4 separate regions of the Mus musculus genome follow, and all the other regions are linked to region 4. Evidence: chromatin contacts called from public HiChIP or PLAC-seq and promoter capture Hi-C data. All regions are on one chromosome and are shown on one strand. The core of a region is the stretch at or near the end of the contact, and the rest is flanking DNA. Distances in the headings are between cores, read along the strand shown. Region 1 holds the start of Tsnax (translin-associated factor X). Region 2 holds the start of Tarbp1 (TAR RNA binding protein 1). Region 3 holds the start of Coa6 (cytochrome c oxidase assembly factor 6). Region 4 holds the start of Map3k21 (mitogen-activated protein kinase kinase kinase 21).

What was found. Promoter capture Hi-C pulls out the DNA fragments that hold promoters and counts their contacts. HiChIP or PLAC-seq counts read pairs in DNA pulled down with a chosen protein or histone mark.
Region 1: a promoter capture Hi-C map of hippocampal neurons shows a contact between it and region 4, with 4 times the contacts expected there. The contact joins the promoter of Tsnax here to the promoter of Map3k21 in region 4. A contact is called at or near these places in 3 of 39 promoter capture datasets (hippocampal neurons, liver and pre-B cells) and 1 of 115 datasets of contacts at active chromatin or transcription factors (astrocytes).
Region 2: a contact with region 4 is called in a promoter capture Hi-C map of embryonic stem cells, with 2.8 times the contacts expected there. The contact joins the promoter of Tarbp1 here to the promoter of Map3k21 in region 4. A contact is called at or near these places in 1 of 39 promoter capture datasets (embryonic stem cells), 1 of 484 Hi-C or Micro-C datasets (embryonic stem cells) and 5 of 115 datasets of contacts at active chromatin or transcription factors (embryonic forebrain, embryonic stem cells, forebrain and 2 more).
Region 3: a contact with region 4 is called in an H3K4me3 HiChIP or PLAC-seq map of forebrain, with 4 times the contacts expected there. The contact joins the promoter of Coa6 here to the promoter of Map3k21 in region 4. A contact is called at or near these places in 2 of 39 promoter capture datasets (hippocampal neurons and liver), 1 of 115 datasets of contacts at active chromatin or transcription factors (forebrain) and 1 of 9 other capture datasets (embryonic stem cells).

Annotation. Positions count from the first base shown.
Region 1 is chr8:125,011,496-125,014,306 of GRCm38.p6, forward strand. It overlaps Tsnax (translin-associated factor X), which reads left to right and starts at 1,546. Exons shown (of 6, transcript NM_016909.3): 1 at 1,546-1,717; 2 at 2,015-2,119. The coding sequence starts at 1,702.
Region 2 is chr8:126,473,398-126,476,597 of GRCm38.p6, forward strand. Tarbp1 (TAR RNA binding protein 1) reads right to left here and starts at 1,668. Exons shown (of 30, transcript NM_001159907.1): 1 at 858-1,668. The coding sequence starts at 1,668. It also overlaps the pseudogene Gm6091.
Region 3 is chr8:126,421,020-126,424,178 of GRCm38.p6, forward strand. It overlaps Coa6 (cytochrome c oxidase assembly factor 6), which reads left to right and starts at 1,482. Exons shown (of 2, transcript NM_174987.4): 1 at 1,482-1,811. The coding sequence starts at 1,668. Gm51604 (a long non-coding RNA gene) reads right to left here and starts at 1,351. Exons shown (of 2, transcript XR_003947620.1): 1 at 1,250-1,351.
Region 4 is chr8:125,908,850-125,911,791 of GRCm38.p6, forward strand. It overlaps Map3k21 (mitogen-activated protein kinase kinase kinase 21), which reads left to right and starts at 1,601. Exons shown (of 10, transcript NM_145608.2): 1 at 1,601-2,584. The coding sequence starts at 1,828.

The DNA of each region.
Region 1 (2,811 bases), core at 296-2,795, 900 kb before region 4:
TGTGTGTGAGAGAGAGAGAGAGAGAGAGAGAGAGAGAGTAATAGCAGATATCGTTCCCCAGGTGTTCTTCACCTCTCAGTTTTTAGAGACAGGGTCTCTCACTGGCTCAGAACCTCTAACCTGCTAGCCAGCAAGCCCCAAAGATCTGTATCTCTCCATCTCCTCAGTGATGTTCTATATGGGTTCTCGGTGATACTTGGGTCCTGTATGCCTGCAGGGCAAGTACTTCACCTACTGAGCAATCCCTGTAGCCCCACATCGTCAAAAATAGTGGAATACTGGTTTTGTGTGTCAACTTGACACAAGCTGGAGTTATCACAGAGAAAGGAGCCTCCCTTGAGGAAATGCCTCCATGAGATCCAGCTGTAAGACATTTTCTCAACTAGTGATCAAGGGGGGAGGGCCCAGCCCATTGTGGGTGGTGCCATCCCTGGGCTAGTGGTCCTGGGTTCTATAAGAAAGCAGGCTTAGCAAGTCAGAGGAAGCAAGCCAGTAAGAAACACCCCTCCATGGCCTCTACATCAGCTCCTGCCTCCAAGTTCCTTCCTGTGTGAGTCCCTGTCCTGATTTCCTTTGGCATGAATAACGATGTGGAAGTATAAGCTGAATAAACCCTTTCCTCCCCAACTTATTGGTCATGTTTTGTGCAGGAATACAAACGCTAAGACAACTGGTGAATGTGGGCTCAGAAGTCACAGAAATTCAAGATGGTTATGTGTCCAACATTCATCCATTGTTGTTCCCCCACAGCCTTTTCATGCAGGACTCTGCCCAAACCATCTAGCTTTTTGCTGATTCAATGGTGACAGCTTATGGCCTGATTTTTGAGCTGGGAGACCCTCCTGTGATGCTGTTGTGGCCTTGACTTCACTGGCTAATTCTACGTATATCATTTCCATAAGTGTGTCTGTTCCTAAGTTAACAAGAACAGACTGTGTGACTAAAATGTCTGTAACATGCACATGGCTGAACTTGACTCAAGATGTTGGGCTTTGTTCAATAAGTAATCTTAATTGAGCATGGTCTCTAATGGGCTGCTGGAAGCCTCAAAGGAATGGTACTAGCTAGGTGAGGTAGCATGTGCTCAAACAACAGCCTTAGGGCTTGACAATGTGACCAAACTTTCCATCTATTCCAAAGCTGCTTCTCTTCGAAGACCTTGCGACACTTCCAGGTGCCACGCACCCAGCACATGCCAAGGGCATGCATGGACGCAGGAGGCTGCTCAGAGAGGCGAGGGGACAGGAGGCCGCTGCCCGCGACAGGACTACACAGCTCAGGTAGGCACTCAACGGCTTGCACCACAACCTGGCACACCGGAAGCATGCGCGACTGAGAGAGAGCGCCGGGTAGGCACTTGGACGTGGGAGAAGCCGGGACACAGACCGGAAGTATGTGCAGCACAGGGAGCGCGCCGGGAGCCCGGCCGGAAACGTGCGCTGCTGCAGGAGCGCGCCCGCCCGCATGCCCGCCCAGGCGGTGTGGGACACGGGCCGGAAGTGTGTGCGGCCGAGGGGACTCCGCGGCGGACGCAGCTCCCGGCTGAGGCTGCGTGAAGGATCCGCTTCCGGCGGCCGCCTACTGCGACCAGGGTGGTGTGCGCTGTCACCCACGGGCTCAGCGCGGCGTCCCGCGACGGCCTTTCGCTGAGCTGGCCCGGCGGCTGCGATCCCTGCGCGTGCAAGCCGAGGCCCCGCGGCCATGAACGGCAAAGAAGGTGCGGGGCCGGCGCGTGGAGGGGAGGGGCTGGCAGGGCCTGGCCCCTGTGCTCGGCTGTCACCGTGCCATCCATCGCACGCCCCCAGGGGACCCTGCGGACCGACCCAGAGCGCAGCCGGGTGCCTGGGGTCTCAAGCCGCGTTTTGTGCGACCCCTGCACCAGTGCACGAGTTTGGGGACCTGTGTGTGGCTGGAGAGGTCGAGCCCTGTGGGTACCGGGGGACGAAGGGGATAGCCTGGGCTGTGCTAGCGCGGCATCGCAAGGGCTCCATCCATCTCTTCTTTTCTGCCTAAGGACCAGGAGGGTTCAGGAAGAGGAAGCATGACACCTTCCCACATAACCAAAGGAGAGAGGGGAAGGATGCCAGTTTGTCTTCGCCGGTGATGCTGGCCTTCAAATGTAAGTTTCCATTAGGAGAATTAGAACCATAACCGTAACAATCGTGTCGCCGTAGTGTTCGGGTGTGGGGTCGGTTAGGGAGCCTTTAGTCCATGCCGATGTAAGGCTTAGTTTTCCTGAATGTTTCGTGTTGGTGCTAGGTCTGCCCAGAAAAAAAAAAAATCTGTATTCTAAACATTCCGATATCAGGATAACTTGACCAAGTTAATAGAACAAGAATACCAGTGTACATGTATGTACGAGATTCACTAATAGTTCCTGTTCTATGCAGAGTGCTACCTCAAAATAAGTCTTGCCAGTCTAGTAACCAATCTAACACACTCTAAATATAAATATATGTGCTAGTAAATGGTAAGTGTGAAGATGATGTTACATACAGAACAGTTGGTAAGAATGTGGCAGATATTTCCATATTATTTAACATTTAATGCTTTTTATGTGGGACTTTTTACTGTTTACTAATGTTAATATAGGCCACCATAGTCAAGGGCTTTGGGATATAGATGTTTGCCACTTTGCATTTGCTAAAAGTAACGCAAAGTAAAAACTGCTTCATATTTAGGAAGAAAGAATTAGGTTGCACCTTGTAAAGAGAAGGGTCCCAGCTAATGTGTGGACAGTTTTGTTTTTGTTTTTGTGTTTTTTTCTTTTTTGTTTTTGTTTTTTTTTTCGAGACAAGGTTTCTCTGTGTA
Region 2 (3,200 bases), core at 418-2,917, 560 kb after region 4:
AGAGAGCATTCCTGCAGAGACAGGAAAGATGGATCACCCACAAAACCACAAATGTGCAGAGACCATGAGGAAACACAATTCCAAACTTCAGAAAGAAAGCGTCTGAATCCTGAGTTCCAGATTCAGAGAGAGCAAGCGAGAGAGACCCTGGCCCAAAAATAAAATGGAGAATAATCAAGGACAACACCTGTTGACTTTAGGCCTGGGCGCAAGCACACACGATGACTTAAGGGTTATGTTTAGAAAGCACTAACTAACCCTGCTCCTAATATTCCTAAAGGGAATGTCAAGGGATTAATATTTGATTCCGTACCTCGAGTTTCAAACATTAACTTGGGTTACACAGCACCCTTCTTTCAGTTTGATACGGATGTCAACTTTTTTTCTATCAGGATGTAAAGGCGTGGAGCAGGCTTGGTTTTACACAGAGCATGCTACCGCGTGTGCGATATCTTAACCTTCACTGGGTCCACTTTTCCCAAAGTGCAGGAGGAGGCCGGTGTAGGGTACCACATGCAAGTGTCAAATCCGCTCAGGATGAGGTGGACGCCCCTTGAAGGCTGGTTTGAGGTAGCAGAGTGTGGCTGGGGCAAAGAGATAAGTAGGTGCCAGTCTGGAGAGATGGTTCAGGGGTTAAGAGCACTTGATGTTCTTCTAGAGGACTGGAGTTTGACTCCCAACACACACATCAGGTAGTTCACAATTGCCTTTAACTCCAGCTCAAGGGGATTTGATGCCCTCCCAAGCATACGCACGTGATGCACATAAACTTACACAGGCACGCGCGCGCGCGCGCACACACACACACACACACACACACACACACAATTTTGTTTTTTAGAGAGACAAGTGGGTACCTTTTGTGTCCTGGGGGCTGCAGGAGCAGTCCACCGCCAGCTCTGCAGACACCTGTACAGCCCTCTGCAGCAGGTAGCGCGCGCGCTTTCGCGTGAGCCCGTCCTGCGCGCGGCCCAGCCCCGCCTGGACGGTTCTCCAGAAGCGGCCGCAGAGACGGGCGTCGAGATCCCCGTGGCGCTCATGGTTGGTCAGCAGCTTCTCGGCCAGTGCGCTCAGCACCAGCAGTTCTGGCCCAGTGCTGCCCTCAGCTCCCGGTCCCGCGGAGCTCAGCGCGTCCCACGCCGCACGCAGAGCCGGTTCTGCGCTCTGTGCCAGCGCGGGCAGCAGGCGCGCTCCCACGGCCGGCGGCGCGTCCCCGGCCAGCGCCAGCTCCACAGACGCGCGCCCCAGGCGACGCAGCAGCGGGGCATCCTCCGGCGCGCGTAAACACGGCGCCACGGCGGCCAGCAGCTCCACGGCTGGCGCGCTCGGCAGCTCGCGCAGCGCTTCTTCGGCCAGAGTGACTGCCAGCTCCGGTCCTGCCAGGCGCGCGCACGAGCGCAGCGCCGCACTCGCCGCTCGGAGCACGCGGGGCCTCGCAGGCCCTCCGCCCTGGGACGCGTGCAGTAAGGGCACCAGGTGGTCCCTGGCCACCTCGTGTGCCGCCTTGGCCAGCGCGCCGGCGCCCGCGCCGCGCTCCTCCAGCCGCTGCAGCACCAGGCGCAGGGTCTCCGCCCGCTCCGCACTCGCCTCCCCGCCGCACAGCGCGCCCAGCAACTCGCCGGGCTCCCGACTCTGCGTTAGAAGCGCGTCCGCCAACACCCGCTCCATTTCGCGGGGAGTAGACCTGTGCGCGTGCGCCGGCCACCCTAAGCGCGAGTGCGCGTGCGCGGCGAGAGGTTCCCACCCACACATACCCTGCCCGGCATAGGACCGCATAAGGTTCCTTCAACTTTGTTGGGAGTGTGATGCCTCCTGCCACTCACAGTTTTTAGTAAAAAGAGTTGCTGCAGACATAGTATTACACCAGTTCCGAAGTTCCCGATTGGAAATAGGCCTAGGGCCTAAATTTTCTAGCTGGCCCTAAATTCACATAGATATCCTGCAATCCCCCCAGATGGCTGCTTTTTAAAAGGGTGCATGTTAAGAGTTACCACAAAGTCTCTAAAACAATGGATCACAAATGAAATCTGGATTTATGTTTTGAAAATAAGTTATGAGAGCTGAGAAGATTGGTCAGTAGGAAAAGGGCATGTTATGAAAGCATGAACATCTGAGTTAGGATCCCATGGAGAGGTAACTACCATCCTGCGTGGTGGAGACACATCTCCCCGCCGCCCCCCCCCTCCCCGACTCCCCCGAGTCGCTGATGAGCCAGTATGGCTGAGATCAGTTCCAGGTCCAGTGAGAGAGCCTGACTCTTTTTTTTTTTTCATTAGTAGTAAACTTTAATATTGTTCACTTTGCACAAGAAAAGTGGCTCACTAAGAGCTGGGGTTCTGAGGAGAGAATGTTTAGGCATAAATGGGGGAGCTGTGAGAGGCCTGGAGCCTTGGTGAGGGTGGGGCTCTGAGACTGAAACCCAGCCACCAACAAGGAAGAAACTAGCCCCACCAGTGTCACAATGGTGGACAGCTCTGTCCTCACCTTTGGCTGAACGCGGGACCCCTAGCCACCAGGCAGGGTCTGGGCTCCAGCCTGCATTGAGGCATCTTGGCAATCAAGAAGGGAACTGAAAACGGCTTCAGCGAGTGGACGATGGATGAGCCCGTTCAAGGCACAGTGTCCATTAGGAATGATAGGCCCGCGCTCCCCCTGCTCTCTGAGAGTCCAACCTGGGTAGGAGCTGGCAGGCCCCAGGTCCCCTCAGTTGGCAGAGTTGTATTGTAGGACTTGCTGAGAGGCAAAGAGCTTCTTGACAGCCAAGGCCTCTCCCGGCTGCCCCAGCACCAGACAGTTCTCTTTGTTGTCTGACCCAGCAGCCTGGGCTGAAGACTTCTTAAAGTAGCACAGGCGGCACACGGAGTGATACTTGTCGGCTCCGCCAATCACCTCCACCTCTTTCTCCAGACCCAGCCTCTTCGTGTAGGCAGCTTCTCGGAAGCACTCCATGCACACAGCGGTGAGCTTCACCACACTCTCCGCCAGGGGCACCAGGTTCAAGATGCTGCCGAAAGCCTTCCTCTGGAAGGTCCCATCCAGTGCTGCCACAATTACTGTCTTGCCCTCGTTGGCCATCATTTCACAGAAATCCACAATGTCAGGAAAAAACTGCCCCTCATCGATGCCAATGACGGCCACACTCAAGGACTCCTGGGTCACATCGCGGAGCATGCAGGCTGGCAATGCGTCAATGGTGTTCC
Region 3 (3,159 bases), core at 232-2,731, 510 kb after region 4:
CTCCATAGATTGCTGTGCTAACCAATGAGGACGTCAGTATTTGCATATACTGCTGTGGTAACCAATGAGGATTCAGTATCTGCATAGACTGCTCATTTTCTCAGCAGTGTTGCATCTGTCTTGTGCACCTTTAGAGAAGGAAAGGGTTTCTATGTCTTACGGTTTGTAGGTATAGTGAATGCCTGCACTGCAACTTGTCTTTTCTGTCCATTTCATGATGCTGTTTGGGTTTGTGTAGATGAGTGGGGCTAAAAAAAAACCTTTTCAAGGCTGCATGCATGTAGTACCCCCATGCATACAAAATAATAAATTTTTAAAAATTAATTTTCAACCCCTAAATCATATTTTCTCATACAGGTCCACCAGAGTTTTGAATAGGACTTTTTTTTTTTTTTAATATATTGGCAAGACACTGGGGAACATACAATGCATAATGTCTAACACCTTCAACAAAGTCTTGGATGGCTCCCATAATCATGTACATTAATCCTTCTACAGCAAACCCTCTTAGTTAAGTGAGACATATAAAGCATTATCACACCATTTTATCCCTCTCCCTCCTCTTCCTCTCTCTTATAAATCAATGAGTTCCAAGGAGTTTGTTATTTCAGAGTTGGGGAGGTTCTGTAACTAGTACAAGTTAACAGTAGCAAGAATACAGGTAGAATTTAATTAGTAAAAGTCGAGAGGAACCTCCTGGAGGAACTATCTGGAATTTGTCTGTAGAAGGATTTTCAGTGCAAATTTAAATTTCTACTAGCACCATCTCTCTAGAAACTGTACACTTTGCTAAACTTCATTTGTTTATAAGAGCCTCACTTTCTTGTCATCTACAGAGCTAAACTTCACTACTGAAATTGCTACTGTTATTTCAGTTTCCAATGAATTCTTGATTATGACGGTCGGGAAGAGATATACAGACAGCTGTGGCTGGCTGCGAACATCACTGCTTTTATTTCCCATTTCATTCATGTCTGCTCTTGATGTACCATTATGCACAGTCATAATTGCAGCCATATCGATAAAATGAGATAAATATACGAGACAGGGTTTCTCTGTGTAGCCCTGGCTGTCCTGGAACTCACTTTGTAGACCAGGCTGGCCTCGAACTCAGAAATCTGCCTGCCTCTGCCCCGCAAGTGCTGGGATTAAAGGCGTGTGCCACCACGCCCGGATACCTTTTTATAACCTGACATTGATAAAAGGCACAGGGAACCTCTAGCATGGCCAACCTCAGCTTCACCCTCACCCAGAGTCGGCGCTCTCCGGCGAGCTATCCCCTTCTCACCACACTCTGAGAACGGAGCTTGGTGCCGGCTCGGCCGCCTCCGCCAATTCCGGGTCCCTCTTCAGCCAATCAGGGCAGCCGCAGCTACAGAGGGCGGTACCAATCAGATATTAGTTTCCGCCCATAGGCCACGCCCCTGGTGCCGGAAATTATCCGCCGGAGAAACGGACTCGGCCGGAAGTCCCGCCCTTCTATTTGCAAACGGAGGCCGGGGCAGGTCAATCGGCGGCGGGTACTTTCGCAGTGAGTTTCCCTGTGCAGTCGGTGGACCTGCGGGGCGACACCGCCGTGCGGGAACCACAGTCCACACCGCTCTCCCACGTAGGCTGAGCCCCGGTCGCATGTTGCGTGGCTTCCCGCGTGACCACTGCAGGCAGGAATGGCAGCCCCTTCCATGAAGGAAAGGCAGGCATGCTGGGGTGCGCGCGACCTGTACTGGCGCTGCCTGGACGACAACGCGGAGGACGCGGCCCGGTGCCAGAAGCTGAGGAGCTCGTTCGAGGCCAGCTGCCCCCAGCAGTGGGTAAGTCCCGCGGGGTGCAACACATCCCTGCGCGCACCCTCACCTTAGGGTGGGTTTTGAGGAGCAAGGTCACGCGTTGGAAGTCACCAGTTAGTTGGTATTACTGGAGAAAATGACAGCGCTACCAGACTCTGGAGAAGGGACCTGGTGGTACAGCGCTGTGACTTCTGCAGGCGTCCATAGCCTTTCTCACAGCTCCTCCCCTAGAGCCTGGTCATATTAAGCAGTCTGGCTCACTCAGTATTAGTTCTTCCCTCTCTTCGCCTTGTCCCAGCCTCTGTCGACTCCTATAAAGACTGAGAGGTGTGTCCAAAGACACTCGTGCATGAGAGGGTGGGGAGGAGATGGAGGATCATGGGAATGTGTTCTGAGAGAGACACTTGGATTCATTCGCTGGGATTTTAAATTCAGCCTTGGGAGGTCTTGCATCCAGATTTATGCCGCGGGAGTCATGCATCAGAGGAGAAACATTTCTCCAGGATGAAGCAGCCTCTGTAGTGGAGGATTCGAACTAAGATCCTGAAGTGTACGTGTACTCTGCTCTACAGCGGTCCTATGAGAAAGATGTGGGCATGTGCTATGCAGGGACAAGAGAACCACAGCTCAGGGTGGCTGGTGCACCCACAGGTTCGGGAGGAGAAACACCCTAAGAGGTGCTGAGTTCTGGACAAGCTGTTGTCAACACCAAAATACTGCTCTCGCTTCAAGGGCTAGTCTGTTTTGTAGCCAAATATGAGTGACTGGCTCAGGAACAGAGTATGAGGTTTTCCCCAGATACCATTTGGCAGAAGTTTTATGCAGTCTTATGGAACAGAACAAACGGTGGAAACAAAAGGTAAGTTTGTTACAGCAAAGGAAGCCTTCTGGTTGGTGGAAGCCAGTGGTCTGTTAAAACATTACAGAAGGTTTCACCTGTCACCAGGGTGTTATGTCAGTCACAGAAGAGGGCAAGGGATTAAGAGAGCTTAAGAGTAGAGAGAGCTAAAGACAGACCTGGCAGCAATCAAACCTCTCCGTAGTCACTCCCGTTCTGATCAATCAGTCCTGTAGAAGGTATGGCTTGTCCCACCCCATTTAAGTTGGGATGGAATGCCTAAATTACCTTTAAATGTAATTGTCTCTTGGGGCATTGATCCTGACAGATGTTACAATAATTTGCCACAAAATGTGAGGGATATCATATGCTTTTTAATCTTATATCCTTTATGCAACACCCATTCTAGTGCAGTTAGTTCAAGATTGACAGACAGACTGAACAGATTTATGAATACCATGTCAAATACAACAGAGGGACAGAGGCCATCAAACCAAAGGGACTTAAGGGGAGGGATGAGGCTTCAGAGGAAGC
Region 4 (2,942 bases), core at 351-2,850:
AGAAAATATGTTAATGAAAGGGGTGCTGGCAGACATCTGCTTGCTCTATCAGGGAGTGCCAGGCTTGGCTGATGGCGCACACTCATAATCCCAGCCTTCAGGAGGCTGAGAGCTCACTGTTCTGAGTTCCCGGCAAACCTGTGTTCTAAAGTATGTACAAGGTCAGCATAGGCAGCCGGACAAAACTCTGCCTCAAAATAAAAAGTATTAATATTGGTGTGAATTATTATTCAACAAACACCCTCCAGGCTCTTCTCAGCTACCACGCGAGGTTACCGTTTTACAGATGAGCAAATTTAGACACTGCGAACAAACAAAACGGCAAAGAGCCGAAGCAAAACAAAACCTCCTTATGTGCTCTCGTGTTAGGAGCATCCTACACCGGCCAGGACGCTCAGGCTTAGCACACGTTGTGTTCTGGTGTCGTGAACCAATTTTGCAACTGTATTCTCTACTTTTTAAAGCTTCATCAGTTGTGTCACCCTGGCAACCTGTAGCTCATAGGTGCCTCCAAGGTAGTCTACATCGGAGTCTGAGGGTACACAGGGTTAGACGGGACCTGGGGATTCCTGACATCGGAGCACTGTAGGCACAGGAACGCGCCAGCTTTCGGGGTTATGAGACTGTGGTTCCCTATGTCTGTAACCTGGAGACTTTCCATGCCTGCAGTCCGGTGAGATCAAGCACACTAGACCTCTGTCTGGAACCGCGCTCCAGGATCCGAACGTCTATCTGTTGCTGGGATGGTCTGTCACTTTACATCTAGAGCTCCAGGGTCCTCTTCTCTCCATCTCCTCTCTCTTTTCACTGAGGAGTCCAACCATCTTCGAGCACCATGATCTCTCTCTTTAACTTTCTGGAAAACTTTAAGTGGCCCCAGGCTTACTCCGCCATCGAGGCCAAGAGGGCGCCTGAGGTGTAGTGGAGACGCCAGAGGGCGGGCTCAGAATAGGTCACGCGTGGAGGTGAAAAGGCTGACAGTCTGGGGGCGGGGTCAGAATGGACCTAGAAAGCGGAGGCGGTCCCCGAAGGGCGGTCGAGGGGACCCGGCTGTTTAGAGGATCGTCAGTAAGGGACCTTGAGTAATGGATTTGGAACGGGTGGGACAGATCCAGGAGATCAAAAGAAGGTGGTCCTTATGAACTCAGAGCAGAGAGTGGGCCTAAGAAGACTGCCCCAGCGCGAAGTAAATGGACCTAGAGGTGTGGATCCAGGAGCACCAATGAACTTAGAGAATGAACTTGGGAAAGGGCGGGCACCAGGGGTGGAACCAGGAAGACTTGGAGGGAGGACGAATCTCGGCAAAGCAAAATTACAGGGGCAGAAACGCCAACCTGGCGGAATGGGTTTGCTGGGGGCGTGTCGGGCACAGGAGACTCAGGTTCAGGTTAGACTCAGAGAGAGTTCTAGGGGTTAAAGAACCTGGAGGGCGGGACTGGCACTAGGGAGGGACTAATGGAGGGTGGAACCCAGGGGTAACGAACCCGGCGGGGCCAGAGCTAGTGCCAAGGGGAAAGGACCTGGAGGGTGGAGTGGCCAAGGAGGAGGGGCTGAGGGTGGGGGCGACTTCTGGGGAGCGCGCGTAAGTCTAAGCAGGTCCAGCACCGCCACCGGTTGTCCGCGCTAGCGGCTGCGGGGAAGAACTAGCCAAACTGGAGGCAGAGCAGAGGTCAGAGCCCCCGGGCAGTGGTCGTAACCTCTGTAGTCCTGCTCCAGCCCTGCACCCTTCCCTGTTAGCTCGGACCGATGATACGCGTCGCTGGAGACCCGGAAAGCTGAGGTTGTGGCTGTCGCACTTGGTCCACTAGCGACCTCTCAATCGCCCCTATGGCTCTACCTGTAGCCGAGGGCACGGCTGACACGCCGCTGTCCCCGGCCCGGGACGACTCGGGGAGTACCTCCTCCGGGATGTGGGCCGCGCTTTATGATTACGAAGCGCGCGGTGAGGACGAGCTGAGCCTGAGGCGCGGTCAGCTGGTCGAGGTACTGTCGCAGGACGCCGCGGTGTCAGGAGACGAGGGCTGGTGGGCCGGCCAAGTGCAGCGGCGCCTGGGCATCTTTCCGGCCAGCTACGTGGCGCCCTGTGGCCCGGTGCCGCCGCCGGCGCCGCCCCCGCCGAGACCCTGCTCGCCTGTGCACGTAGACTTCGAGCGCCTGGAGCTCAAGGAGCTGATCGGCGCCGGCGGCTTCGGTCAGGTGTACCGCGCCACCTGGCAGGGCCAGGAGGTGGCGGTGAAGGCGGCGCGCCGGGACCCGGAGCAGGACGCGGCGGCGGCGGCCGAGAGCGTACGGCGCGAGGCGCGGCTCTTCGCTATGCTGCGGCACCCCAACATCATCCAGCTGCGGGGTGTGTGCCTGCGGCAGCCGCACCTCTGCCTGGTGCTGGAGTTCGCGCGTGGCGGCGCGCTCAACCGCGCGCTGGCGGCGGCAGCATCGGATCCGCGAGCGCCCGGCCCCCGCCGCGCGCGCCGCATCCCCCCACAGGTTCTGGTCAACTGGGCGGTGCAGATCGCCCGCGGCATGCTGTACCTGCACGAGGAGGCGGTGGTGCCCATCCTGCACCGTGACCTCAAGTCCAGCAACAGTAAGTGAGGCTAGCCCCAAGGGAATTAGGTTCCAGGAGCCAAGAGAGGGGTCTGGCTCTGACACAGAGTGGGAAGACAGGCTCTGGTTAACTTGCTTTAGGGAAGTTCGTACTTACCCTGGCGTTATTACCTGTGAGCACCCCTTTAAAAGACAGGGTCAGGAGCTTGTAGATAAATTTTTTTTTACTCTCCGGACCTATCGGACACTACACATATAATCTGTGTAGGTCTCCCAATACGCTTGCACGGGACTTTACCAGCCCTGGCCTTAAACAGAGCATGTTTAGCCTGGTGGCCACATTACCTGCACTCCGTCAGTCATTTCCTTCCACTTTACAAGTGTCTTATTAAAGTTTC